Linked DNA regions of Mus musculus: all the other regions are linked to region 2. A link is a contact called in public ChIA-PET and HiChIP or PLAC-seq data. All regions are on one chromosome and are shown on one strand. The core of a region is the stretch at or near the end of the contact, and the rest is flanking DNA. Distances in the headings are between cores, read along the strand shown.

Region 1 (4,424 bases), core at 1,271-3,770, 310 kb before region 2:
ATGCTTCTACTTCTGTAAATGGTGCTCTGGTGCCCCTGCCCACCATGAGGTCTGCAGTAGATGTGTCTTTAATCCCTCTCCCTTTTCACAGGCCCTGTGTCAGAGCTTCTAGTGGCTGCTGTAACAAATTATCCTCAGTTGGACAGTTGTATCCTCTTGGCATTGTGGAGGTGAAGAGTCAGAAAGTGGTTAATCAGGGGTCACTCAGGTGTTAATTCCAGGGTCAATCAAGTGGCGCTCCACAGGTGGCGTGTCTCTCCTCTGCCTGGGTTGTGTAGCTTCTGTGTGTTGTGTGGCTCCTACCCTCTGTTGTGTTAGAAGGCAGCTCGTATCAGGACAGATCACACCAGGCCAGTACAGCTCCACGAGAAGAGGGTTTATTGGGGGGTAGAAGGGGAAGAAGGGGCAACGATGAAGAAGAGAGGGTCAGGGGTCTCTGCCTTTAATTTGGGCCATGACGTAATCACATGCCCTACTGTGCACAGGTAAGGCGGCAGGCAGGTGAAGGGACGACTGGGAATGTAGACAAAAGGCTAACACCCTCTTCTCCGACTTTAGAGTGAACAGTGTAGCCTCCCATCTCTGCTCTGTAGCCACATCTCCTGAATGCAGACCTGTGCTCACACAATTCAGGATAATCCTTCCATCTCCAGGCCCTTCACACTGTCCCATAAAATGCATTCACACCTTCCCGAGATCATGGTGTGGAACTGCTGGGGCCATATTCCCAGCACAGTCCAGGAGCAGGCCTGGTTTGTTTTGCCTCTGGGTTATATTCCCACTTTCTTCCCTCACTCTTGTCTGAGTTGCTGTCTCCTCACTGGGAAAATCTAGTCCTGTTCGGTCCTCTCACTGAGTCCACTTGCCACACAGCAGACGGAGGAGCTCTCAGAAACTCAAGTCAGGGCATGTCATCCACTGCTCACACACCTCCAAGACTTTTGCACTGAGCTTGTCCAAGGGCACAGCTTTCTCTCGGGTCCTAGACCATGCCACCTGACACCTCCCCTCTCTGGAATGCCCTTCTCACAGATCTTTGACTTCCTGACTCTGTTGTCACTATCTCAAGAACCCTTTCCTTGGAGAGTCTCTGCCTGGCTGTGGACACTTGTTCATGTCTCAGAGAATCAGGTTGGAGAGAGAGAAGCAAATGCTGGTTTTCTGCAGACCGTTTCCTCTTGCCTTTTGTAGTATTTGGTTTAGGATACAGACTATAAGGTAGTGCTGCCCATGTTCAGGGAAGGCCTTTCTTCCTCTGGTAAATTTGGTAGAGTAGTCTCACACCTCTGTTAAATGTCCTCATACATATCTCCAGAGGTGTGTCTCCTAGGTGGTTTTAAATCTAGTGAAATTGACAGTAAATTTAGCCATCACACCCTGCATAAGTTGAAAGTAGTGTTAGTTGAAAATGCATTTAGTAGACTCAGTGGGCCAAGAGTCATAGCTTTCTTAGCCTGATAGCACTTAGATTACCTCACAGTTAGAGAAAAATCACCCAACACAAATACCTGGGTGCACACATGGGTGATGTGCTTGCAAGGATGATGGAAAGCCACCCAAACATTTTGAGGGAGTCCTTTCTACATTAGTAGTAAACTTGGAAAAGATATTCACAATCTAGAGTATTGGTTTTTATTTTACACCATTATAAAGTTGGAAACTGGGCTGGCGAGATGGCTCAGTGGTTAAGAGCGCCGACTGCTCTTCCGAAGGTCCCGAGTTCAAATCCCAGCAACCACACGGTGGCTCACAACCATCCGTAACGAAATCTGATACCCTCTTCTGGAGTGTCTGAAGACAGCTACAGTGTACTTACATATAATAAATAAATAAATCTTTAAAAATAAAGTTGGAAACTTATTAAGTTCATTGTAAATGAGGGATCTTCTGTAGAGTACAAGATGAATGAATGCTCACCCCATACTGTCTGCCTTCTCGCAGCCCTTTACCAGTACAGCCACTCTTGGGACATTATATGGGGAGTCTAAAGTAGCCTGTCCATATGTATAATTTCAATGTTATTTATTGGGAGGAGGGGCATGCATGAGCCATAGTATCCATGTGAGGTAAGGGACAACTCTGTGGGGCTGGCTTTCTTCTTCCACCTTTCCATGGATCCCTGGAATTGAACTCAAGATGGTAGACTTGTCTCTCAGGCCCCATTCCTCCTCCTCCTTTTTTCTTCCTCTTCCTTCTCCTTCTTCTCCTCTTCCTCTTCTTCCTTCTCCTTCTCCCTTCTCTTCCTCTTCTTCCTTCCTCCTTCTTCTTCCTCCTCATCTTCCTCTTCCTCCCTTCACTGCCTCCCTCTCTGCCTCTTGCTGTTTCCACACAATAATACCATTCTATACACCCTCTTTTCTCTCTTGCTTTTTTTTTTTTTAACCCTCTGTCTTTGAGATTATTGGCTGTTACTATGTAACAAACTGGCTCAAAATGCAATGCCTTACAGCAGACTGTGACCACAGGGCTGGGCCTGGTGCCTGCTGCTCTTGAATGATCAACTTAGGCCTGAGCAAGTCCACTGATACCCACAGATAGTCAGATGGAAGAGGAAGTCCACTGATAACCACAGCTAGTCAGATGGAAGAGGAAGTGAGTCCTCCCCTTTCTAAGCTTCTGTGTCTATCATAGCTTACATTATCCTGTTGCTCAGCTTGGAGAGTTTGTTGAAGACAGGGCGCATTCATATATTTAGGTGACACAGATGTGCTTAAATAATTCTGGCTGTTTAATTTGTCTAATGGATGCGTTATGTTTCATTGGACACATCAACATTCATCAAACAAGTCCCTATATGTATTGTTTTCTGTTCTTTACCATTTCAGGCAGAGCTGTGTATAGGAAACTGTCTCTACTATGCATTTGTACTCAAAGATGCAAAGATCCATGGGAAAAGTTCCTAGACCTGGAATTCCTGAGTCAGATGATACAGGTCTATAAACTACTATATAGAAATTGCTAAATTGCCCCTGGAGGCACTCCTGCCGATTTATATTCCTGTCAATACTACTTGTTTGTGTCTTATCAGAACACTTAGGAGTTGGGGGAATCACAGGTGCTGAAAATACCATTACCTGTCACAAAAGGCCAGATGGGGGGGGGGTGTCACCAACATGACACAGGAGAAGCAGAGAACCCAGCTGTCTCAGCTGTGTGACAAAGGGGATGATGCTGCAGAACCAGCTCTTCTTGAATAGAGGCTTGTCTTTCCCCTCTTGGGTCACAGCCACACCAGGAATGGTTTGAATAGAGCTAAGTGACATATGAACTGGGTGGTTGAGATTTCTGTGTTGGTGTCAAGAACTCCACAAAACAGAGAAGAAACCTGACTTTTTTTTCAGTATCAGATCTCTGCATACCAGCTGCTTAGCCTACCAGGGAGCTGCTCTGAGGCAGACAAAGGCTACAGCCCTCCCTCTCTTCCTTGGGGTACCAAAGAGCCAAGTGCTCCAGGCACTGAACTGTGGTGGCCATAGGACTTGTAGATTTTCTGTTTAGAGCTGAACCAGGGCCCTGGGTCCATCCACTGAGGCTAACATCTGCCCTCTTTTCTGGCAGCGTTTGGCTGATGGTTCACCTCCGGCTTTAGCTCTGTTTCAGTTACTGGAATACACTTTCAAACCAGTCTGACTCAGGCCCCTCACACCCCCTACTCACTCGGATTTTCCCAGAGTCCAAGCCGATGGGGCAGGAAGAGGATTCCAAAACCACCTGTCCAGGTGGAATCTGCAGCCTAGAGCCTGAGGGGCTGGAGTGAAGGCTGACCATGTCTAGATGCCAAAGCCTGGATGGTTTGTGCCTGGCATGTGGGAGAGAGGGTGTCAGGAACTGTCTGGGTTCAGAGCCCAGCTCCAGGATGTACTTTCTCTCTGCTGCCTGTTCTCTGTGTGAGATGGCAATGGTGATAGTCTCAACAGCTTAATGTTGCTTTCAGGAATTGCTTGGTACATGGCCTCGTGCTTAGTAAGAGCCTGGTATGGCTGGGCTGATAGTCAGCGGTATCCACTATTTCTTTACTCTGATAATGCTGCAGACCCCGGGTGCACAAGGAGTGGATTTAGAGAGCTTTCCGTCTCCAGTGTTACTATTCTGGGATGTAGTAGGTCCTTCATGAAAGAAAAGATCAGTCCTAGTAGCTAGTGTTGCTTAGCACCTGCTACGTGCTATATTGCATCTCTTGTGTGATTCTTACGATTGCCAGCTGAGGAAACCACTGCTCAGAGAGGTTAGGTGAGTCTTCTGTCCCATACAGCCAGTAAGCCTGGACTCTGGCCCCAGGCTGCCTAAGCCTGAGACTCTTTCCACCTGGTGCTGCTTGGGCTTCTCTGTCCTGGAGGCCGAAGGTCTGGCCAATCTGCAGGGTGGCTGCTCCCTGTGTAGCTGGAGACCCTGCCTGTGCTTTCCACAGTGCCTGGGGAGTACTT
Region 2 (4,346 bases), core at 514-3,013:
TCTATCCATTACTGGAAGCTACTTTTAAGGCAAATGGAGACACGATTTATGTAATGCTCGCCATGTCAGTCTTGCACGACAGGAAGCACTGTCACACCTCGTAGGAGAAACCAGCTCACCAAGGAGAGGAGTTCCACCTCCTCGGGAAAATTCTCTGACTAGAGGCCTGTCAAGTGCATCTACCTTCGGGACAACGACTCCCCCACCTCAACCCCAAGTCATTCTGGCTTTGGGTCAAAGGCGTTCCAGAACCTGCCGAGAACGACCTAGCCACCTTGCCAGGGCTGAAGGTGCTGCTGGTGATGTCAGCTCTGCCTGGCGAGGGAGAAGGGGGCTACGGCACACGCACACGGCCAACCACATATTCGCATCTGGCAATCCAGAGGCGGCAGAGAAAGCGGAAACGTACAGATGGGCATCTCCCTGCCGCCCAGGGAGCAGCGAGAGACAAGGGGCATGCCGGGCGAGGGGCCGCACTAGGGTGAAGACCCAAAGGGGCCCCAGGACCGTGGTGCTGCCTATCTCCAGCACCTCCCACCGCTCCTGCTCCCCCAGGCACTGAGCCTGCCGCCGCCTCCTCCCCAGCAGAAACTTTGCGTCTCTAATGGAAACCGAGGAGCGCGCCAACTCTCTCCTCCCCCGCCCTGCCGCCCCAATTAGCGCGAGCCGAGCACCTCCCGCGGGAAGGGGCCTCCCCGCGGACACGAGCGATCGCGCCCGTCTCGCGCGGCACCGGGAGGGGGACCGAGGTCGCACGGCCCAGCCACGCGCGCGGCCACCCTGCGGGGCCCCGCCCGGGCGCAGGGCGGCCGCTTCCGCCCTCTCCGCCCCCCAGCCTTCGCCTTCCTGCCCCCAACCCCACCCTTCCCCGGCTCCTTCCTTCCCAGCTCACGCCCGCGCCGCGCCCCCCGGGAGGAAGGAGGGGACCGCAAGCGAGGGGGGACTCCCGACTGGGCTGGTCAGGGGGTCTGAAGGTGGCTGAGGACACCCCGAGGCCGCGGTCCAAGCCCTGTACGTCTCCCGGCTCGCCGCGACCCATTCATTCTCCGCGGTCGGGGACTGACTACCGGGACGTCGCGGCCTGCCCCGCCCGGCTCCCCCGCCCCGCTGGCCCCGGCCGAGGCGCTGCGCTGCAGGCAGCCCGGGTGCGGCGCGTTGGATGCAGTGGGTGCGGGGCTGGCGGAGGGGGTGGATGCGGAAGGCCCCGGTGCAGCTGTGGCAGCGGCTCCAGCCCGCGCACAGCCCACTGTAGAGTCCAGCCCCAGAGGCGCCCAAAACTCAGAGGAGGTTCTCTGGCAGCCAGAGCGGAGATGCAAACCCGAAAATACATCCCCTTTCACTGCAGCTGCTGCGTAACACCTGGCAAAATGGGGTAGGGGGTAACCTCAACCAGGAAAAGGGGGAGACCCCAAGACTCAACTACAAATCTGTTCAGAAAGCTCGGGCAGCTGCTACGTCTGCCACTGCCGATCCCAACCTACCATGGTGCGAGCGAAGGAAGGAAGAACGGAGCAGGCGAGGGTGGCTGCACCAGCGCAGGGGCTGTGACCGCCGAGGTGCCTCCGCTTCTGCTGCTGCTAACGCGCTACCTGCGTTGTGCGCTGAGCCTCAGCCGCCGCCCGACTTCGAGTAACGGCACCACGGACACGAGACTCCCAGCACCACTGCCGTAGCGCGAGCCTGTGTGCCGCGATATATATACGGTGCGCGGTATCCCTCCGCCGCGGCAGTACCGCCTCGCGCAGGGCGGCGCTGCGGCAGCCGGACCTCACCGCAAGGCTCCGCCCCCCAGGCGCGCCCGGCGCGGCGGGCCCATTACGCGGGCAGGGGTCACTGGGGAGTCGGAGACCTGAGCGAGGGTGCTGGTCTGTTGCTGCAAGAGTCCTCTAGAGCTGGAATGCCTGCGTAGCGAAATCTGGGGGGCCGTCCCGGGCTTCCAGGCGCGTGTCCGTCACTCAGCCCCACTTCACCTGTGTGTCCCCCCTCCCACCACTCCTGGTGGCTTCGAGGTTGCAGAGCCACCAATCCTGGGTCCCCCACAGGGGAGGACCTGGAGGAGATCTAGGGGCTGAGGACAGCCGCGGGGAGGCGGAATCCAACCTTAGCTGTAGAGGCGAGAGGACTGTGTTGAGGACACGGTGGTTGGCCTTGGGGAAGAAATTGGTCAGATAATGTTACTTTTCTCATTTTGGAGAACTGTCCGAGGCACAGTTAGAAGCTCAGTTGCTAGGTCTGTGTGGTGTTGACACGCTCAACCAGTCTAGTTTTCGTGTTTTTACATACCTACTAAAATTTTAAAGATGCTTGAAGAGTTGTCCCTTGCTAGGTTTGTTCCTTATTTCCTGTGGCAAATTCTATTAGGCCTGCTTCCAAAATTAACGTAGTGAGCGGCTTATGTCGCCCTCAGAGCCCACGCTTTTGAGTTTTTCCTAATTGTCCTGGTCCTGGAAATTCATAAATTGATATATACAAAGAAGGGGAAAGATACACAGGATCACTCTGATTACAGCTGGAACTTGTGCAGCCAATTGATTCTAGTAGGGTGCTCCACTATCTTAATTACAATCTTAATTATAGTCCTTAAATAATGTTTTAACCTTTAAATTTACTATTCTTTGTTCTTCTGTAAACTAGGGTGGGGGTGGGGACAGGGACGACCAAAAACTGTTTCAGGTCTTAGTTTGGAGCCTGGAACTTAAAAGAAGAAGAAGAAAATCTTAACAAAATGCTGCAGTTTCGTTTCTTGCCAAGACAAAGCGCAGAATTTGATCTTTTGTTTGCAAGGCCAGGACAAGCTGCAGGTTGTTTCTTCTTTCAGAAATTGTGGCAAAATGTGTGATTAGCATGCTCCTCTCTGGAAAGACTAGTTACCTTTCTTTTCTGGCTTTGTCAAAGTTTGCAGATAGGTGTTTTAAAAGATTCAAAAATGTCCCTGAACATTGCAAACGCCAGAGGACTTCTTAGGATCACCTCAGACAGTATGTCAGCAGCTGTGGGACTGCGCTTCAATTTGTTCTTCCTAGAATGCTACAGAAAGGGTTAACCTGCTGTTTAAGGAGAAGCTGTAGCAGGCAGCCCCCCCCCCCCAAGGGTACTGCTGGCCCTCTTGCAAATGGTTTAAAAACCATTCACAGTCAGACACATAATATCCCTATGTTCACAGAAAAGAGACTAATAAAAATTCAGTTTAAAGCATAGTCAATAATCCAATGAATTACAGGTCTACATAGCCAAGCTCATTATTATAACTAATGATTACTAAAGGAATTTGGATTTTTTTTTTTTGTCAGACTTCCTAAGGAAGTTAGCTAAGTGCATTTTAACATTTGGTATGCAGTGACAAGGGAGAAATGATGTCCTAAAAATGAAAATATGTTTAATTACTGGGGTCCTTTTGTTTCTGGTAGTCTTCCATCCCTTATAGTTATTTTGGTTACATAGCTACAATCTATGGTTTTGCAAAACCTGTCCAATACTTTCCTGTGTCATTTAACAAATTCACTGAATAAAGTGCTCTGAAACCTTTTCATGACTTTACTTGCTAAGTGCTATTCACCTTAGGATTATCTTAATCATCATAGAACAATTTTCTGTTTGTTTATATTTTACAAATGAGTGCTCTTTTGGAATTCTTTAACATATCAAAGCGCGTCTTAGCTTTCAAGTGTAGTGGGTTTGTAATGAGGTCATGCTTTGCACAGTTTTATGGCTAGTTTCACACACTGAAATATAAGAAGGTCAAGTGACTTGCCCAGGATCTTCCTGTGAGGCGGTGATTGGGCATAAACTAGAGCGTGAGCCTTTGCTCAGGGCTCTAATATTAGATTGTATATTAGTGAAATCAGTATCTGAAAATTTAAAGATACAATGTTAGAGACTTGACTACTTCATACGTCAGGTTTTCTGTCTGACAACATAGGTCCACTGAATGTTCGTGTCCCAGTGAATTAATGTCTTAATTTATGAAGAGGTCAGCGATTTTTAAAAGCCACATAAAAATGCCATAATATACTAAGAACCCAAAAGCCTATGGAACATTCTGTGATATTTAAAGAAAGTAGTTCTATGTGAAATTATTTAAATTAAATCATGCTAGATAGAAGAGAAGGAAGAAGAATGCAGCCCTGGGCCAGGAATCTCGACCACCCTGTGCCAAGCCTCAGGTCCTCTCAGTAACAATCCAGCTTTCACGCTGCTCAAACCAGTACCACGTGGGAGGCTCGTAAGCATTGCCAAGCTCAGCTGCCAGCTTGTGGCGCAGCCTTGGCCCCTCTGGACCACAGCTTCTGTGTGCTGACACGAAGGAATTACTTCCAGAAGGCTTTTACCTCAGCAAGCCGGGTGTC
Region 3 (4,157 bases), core at 486-2,985, 440 kb before region 2:
CTCCCCTTTGGACTATGGCATTCATACATTGGTTTTGCGGCTGGGCTTACAGTCCTAGACGAGAGTACTGTCCTGTGGGGTAGGCTTCTCCATCTACCAGAAGGTAGCATGTTGCCCCCATGGCATTATGCCAGTATTGCAACAGCCAGGTTGATTAGCACTGTAGCTCAGAGTTTATCTTTGGGTAAGAATCTTAAAGACTTACCTTCTAGGAGCCTTCATAGAATCTCTTACACCTAAAGCTCCATCGCTGTCTTTCTGTCCATTTGCAACAGCTTACCCGACTTCACTGAAAATTTATCAGATCCAATTCCTACAAACGCAGATTTACTTAAAATTACCTGTAACTTGGGACTGCGTCATAGATCGACAGTGAATAAGGACGTTGATTGTGATGGTTAGTGCAAGTTGCCTATTTAACAGGATCTACTTGAGAGATGAGCCTCCAGATATGCCTGTGGGGAGTTGTATTGCTTAGGCTGATATGTGAAGACACACACACTCACTGTGGGTGGCACCATTCCATGCATGGGATCCTAGACTGCTATATAAACGTAGAAAGTGAGCTGAGCAGCCGTGTGCATTTGTCCTCTGCTTCGTGATTGGATGGGGTGTGACCAGGCGCTGTCACCTTGACTTCCCCACTACAGACGGTAGCGAGCACTTTTGAACTGTGAACCAGAATAAACCCTTTCTCCTTAAGGTCGCATTTATCAAAGTATTTTATCACAGCAATAGGAAAAGAAATTAAGACACCTAAGAGTTATAGGGGTTTCGGTTTGTTTTATTTTGTTTTTTGGACACACTGTTGAATATAAATGACTTTTAGTGTCCAAAATGTTCAGAGAGGGATTGACAACCTCTGGAGCTGGAGTGGACCTCTGATGCCCGATGTGGGAGCTGGAAACTGAACTTGGGTCCTTTGTAAGGATGCTCTCAGGGGCTAGAGAGATGGCTCAGGGGTTAAGAGCACTGACTGCTCTTCCAGAGGTCCTGAGTTCGATTCCCCAGCAACAGACGGTGGCTCACAACCATCTGTAATGGGATCTGATGCCCTCTTCTGGTGTGTCTGAAGATAGCTACAGTGTGTCTGTATATCTTTAAGAAACAAAACAAAACTATAACATCTTTAAGCTGGGCGTGGTGGCGCACGCCTTTAATCCTAGCACTCAGGAGGCAGAGGCAGGCGGATTTCTGAGTTCGAGGCCAGCCTGGTCTATAAAGTGAGTTCCAGGACAGCCAGGGCTATAGAGAAACCCTGTCTCGAAAAAAAGAAAAAAAGAAAAAAAAAAAAAAGGACACTCTCTACTCTTAGCCACTGGGCCATCTTACCAACCACAGCAACTTAATAAAAATGGGCAGTATTTACTAAATTAATATGCAAATATCTTGTGACTCAGCAATGTAGTTTTAGGTATCTGAGCTACCAAATACCTGCCCAGCTAGATAAATAAAGTATATTTTGAGAACATTTCTTACTCTACATATTATAAGAATGGGAATGCAGGTTGTCTGTAAGCCAGAGAATTTTAGATTTCTTCCTCCAGAATCACAAAAGAGTGGGGGTGTGATAGGAATGTGGCAACTGTTTTTACAGTCGCTTTTTGATTGCTTTAGTATTTACTTGCCACCAGGCACCACTTTGGGTATTTTTCAGTATAGCAACTCATAGGCCTTTGCAGGCAGCCCTTAGGGATTGGATTAGGATTGAATAGGACCCCTCTTATCGCCTTTGTGATGCAGATGAAGTGACTTGAGTGAGATGGCTGACCTCTAACGAGATAATGTGGCATCTGTGTGTCCAACTCCTGGGTTATTTTGGTGCATCAGGACAAGCACATTTATTTTAGTAACAGATTGTGGAAAACAACTGCAATGTCTATTTTTGTTACTTTTCTTTATCTTTCCCAGTTTACCAGCCTTCTTACCCTGTCATCACACTTAGGCCACTCCATTGCTTAAAGAAGCTCACTCACTTTCATATACTTGAAACAGAACAATGCATGTTAAATAGAATTGTGGGTTTTTTTTTTTTTTGTCTCTGTGACAAATGACTGAATTCAAAAGGGAAAGTTTTTTTTTTTTTTGACTCATAATTTTACCCTATAGTTTGCCAACTCCGCTGTGTCTTGGCTTGTAGCAAGGCTTAACGCCATGGTGGAAGGGCATGCTAGAAAAATACTCTTCACTTACACCATCCAGGAAACATAACAGTAACAGGAAGGGGCCACAGCCAAGATATACCTGTCAAAGACCTGACCACAGCAACACATTTCCTCTAATCAGGCCCCACCCTGCACCATCTTTCTACAGTTTATTTGGATTTTTGAGTTTATCAATTGATTGTTAAACTGTTAATAATTAGACTGCATAGACATACGGGGTTGGGGGGGGGGCTTTAGTGCAATCTCAATTCAATCTTATTGCCAATCAGGAGTAACCATGACATACTCTTAACTCTATAGTCAGGTTTTCAGACTACTCTGACATCCTGTCTCCTCTCCTACCAATCTCCTGTTATTCTGCTGTCCTACCCGCACTGTAACCGAGCTAAATTATTTACCCACTCCTCTGTAAACATGCATTTTTTGTTTAAATTTTTTTCTGTTTGAAAACAATTTCGGCATTTCCTAACTGAAAGTGTCAGGTGCAATTCTTGATCTCCCCAGCCCTCGGCTAGCCCACTTTTTCTGGAGCTGTTTGACTTAAATGATTTGATGTCTGTAAAGTGCTTAGTGCCATCGCTGGCAGATAGTGATCCATCAGATTAACTATCAAAATAAAGTTGAGAAAAGTACAAGATGGAACTAGAACATCTTGTTGTGGTATAAAGAAGAAAGTGTAATGGGGGCAGAAGCAAAGCTTTCCCTTGTGGAATAATACTGACATAGAGAGGGAAAGAGAGTTATAAAATCATCACTCCACACTAAAATGAGTGGGTGGTAGTTTAGTGAGAAGCAGGATAGTTTTGCATAATCTCAGTTCATTTCTTCATGGTTTGCCAGTTGAGTACAAGGAAAAACATAGTAACTTTACAGTGGAGAAAACTGACAATCAACACTTCAATGACTAAATTAATGGCATGATCAAAATTAACTCTAGTGTTAGGAAAACTCATCTGTATTTCCCATGTGACCTAAGAAGATGGCGTCATCCATTGGCATTTGTTTGAGGAGTTTATTACTTTCATATGACCATGACAACATCATATAAAATCTACATTGAAGATTTGTGTACACTCAGGATGTATCCTCTTCAAAGATGTCAGGAGTAAGAAAAGAATGATGGAAGCATCCACACATGTCTTATGTAATTTCCAATGAGCTGTGTGATCTTGAGCTGGATTTTAGAGTGGAATAAAGTCACTACAAAGAATCCTGGGCAAATGACAAAATTTGAGCAGGAAGTCTAGATAAAGCAATGGTATTTTTATGATGTGGTTATGTGAGAGAATGTCTCTGGAAAGTTTTAGGAATAAAGAACAGTATTCTCAACTGGTTCAGGGGAGATATGATGTTAAAAGCAGAGAATTCTACAGCAAGTGAGCAAATGGAGGAGTGTTGGATTTTTATGGGGGTTCTTTTTACTGTTACAGTTTGATGTTGTACCATTAAGCTTGTTTTGTTTTGGTTTTGTTTGCTTGTTTCATTCTGTTTTTATAAGGCCATAGTTGAGACCCTGTATCCTAGGAGAAGCTTCAATCTTTCCTCATTTAGGAGCACTGTGTGGAGTAAAGGATTATTTTCTTAGTTTCTTAGACTAAAGGCAGAAACAGTTTGAGAGTACCCGCAGGCCCCATACTGTGCACCTGAAAACAGGATGCAAGTTTTCTAAAACCATGCTTCCCATGTTTGTAGCTTCCTGCTGTTTGGACTTCTCCAAAGCCATTAATAGTGTATCAGAAAGATGTATATATTGCAGTATCTATTATATCAGTATAATAGATTATACAGCATTTCTCAGAACTGGACATTCGATGTTTCTTGGTTGTAAACTATCTGAGATTCTAATCCCTGGTAAAAGCTTTGACTGTAGATCTTCTCTATTACCCATTTCTCATCTATCTGTTTGAACAGGTAGACAAATTAAAATGATAACATCTCAGGACAAGTTTAAGAGGTTTGCAAGTCTGCAAGCATTCTTGTAGGCAAAGCCAA

What was found. ChIA-PET counts read pairs in DNA pulled down with a chosen protein or histone mark. HiChIP or PLAC-seq counts read pairs in DNA pulled down with a chosen protein or histone mark.
Region 1: an H3K4me3 HiChIP or PLAC-seq map of bone marrow-derived macrophages shows a contact between it and region 2, with 3 times the contacts expected there. The contact joins the enhancer-like site here to the promoter of Calm1 in region 2. A contact is called at or near these places in 15 of 39 promoter capture datasets (the 3T3-L1 cell line, 3T3-L1-derived adipocytes, the HPC-7 cell line and 9 more), 1 of 15 datasets of contacts at CTCF or cohesin (the NIH/3T3 cell line), 16 of 484 Hi-C or Micro-C datasets (the AtT-20 cell line, B cells, the C2C12 cell line and 12 more), 35 of 115 datasets of contacts at active chromatin or transcription factors (the HPC-7 cell line, the SCID.adh cell line, T-cell acute lymphoblastic leukemia and 26 more) and 3 of 9 other capture datasets (adipose tissue, liver and macrophages).
Region 3: a contact with region 2 is called in an RNA polymerase II ChIA-PET map of memory CD8 T cells, with 69 read pairs. The contact joins the enhancer-like site here to the promoter of Calm1 in region 2. A contact is called at or near these places in 1 of 39 promoter capture datasets (second pharyngeal arch cranial neural crest) and 5 of 115 datasets of contacts at active chromatin or transcription factors (bone marrow-derived macrophages, effector CD8 T cells, embryonic stem cells and 2 more).

What each region holds. Positions count from the first base shown.
Region 1 is chr12:100,503,752-100,508,175 of GRCm38.p6, reverse strand. The region is part of intron 1 of Ttc7b (tetratricopeptide repeat domain 7B); the gene reads left to right. Among named protein-coding and RNA genes, the nearest start is that of Gm36375, 11 kb to the right of the region's middle. Within about 2 kb of position 2,520, at least 57 of the 459 cell types and tissues checked have an H3K27ac peak or open chromatin away from gene starts, as enhancers often do. A contact at or near this core is called in B cells, ECoMG-derived neutrophils, the G1E-ER4 cell line and 6 more, where this site is marked.
Region 2 is chr12:100,196,852-100,201,197 of GRCm38.p6, reverse strand. It overlaps Calm1 (calmodulin 1), which reads right to left and starts at 1,763. Exons shown (of 6, transcript NM_009790.5): 1 at 1,482-1,763. The coding sequence starts at 1,484.
Region 3 is chr12:100,634,514-100,638,670 of GRCm38.p6, reverse strand. All of the region lies in intron 3 of Rps6ka5 (ribosomal protein S6 kinase, polypeptide 5), which reads left to right. Among named protein-coding and RNA genes, the nearest start is that of Rps6ka5, 89 kb to the left of the region's middle. Within about 2 kb of position 1,735, at least 35 of the 459 cell types and tissues checked have an H3K27ac peak or open chromatin away from gene starts, as enhancers often do. A contact at or near this core is called in effector CD8 T cells, embryonic stem cells and memory CD8 T cells, where this site is marked.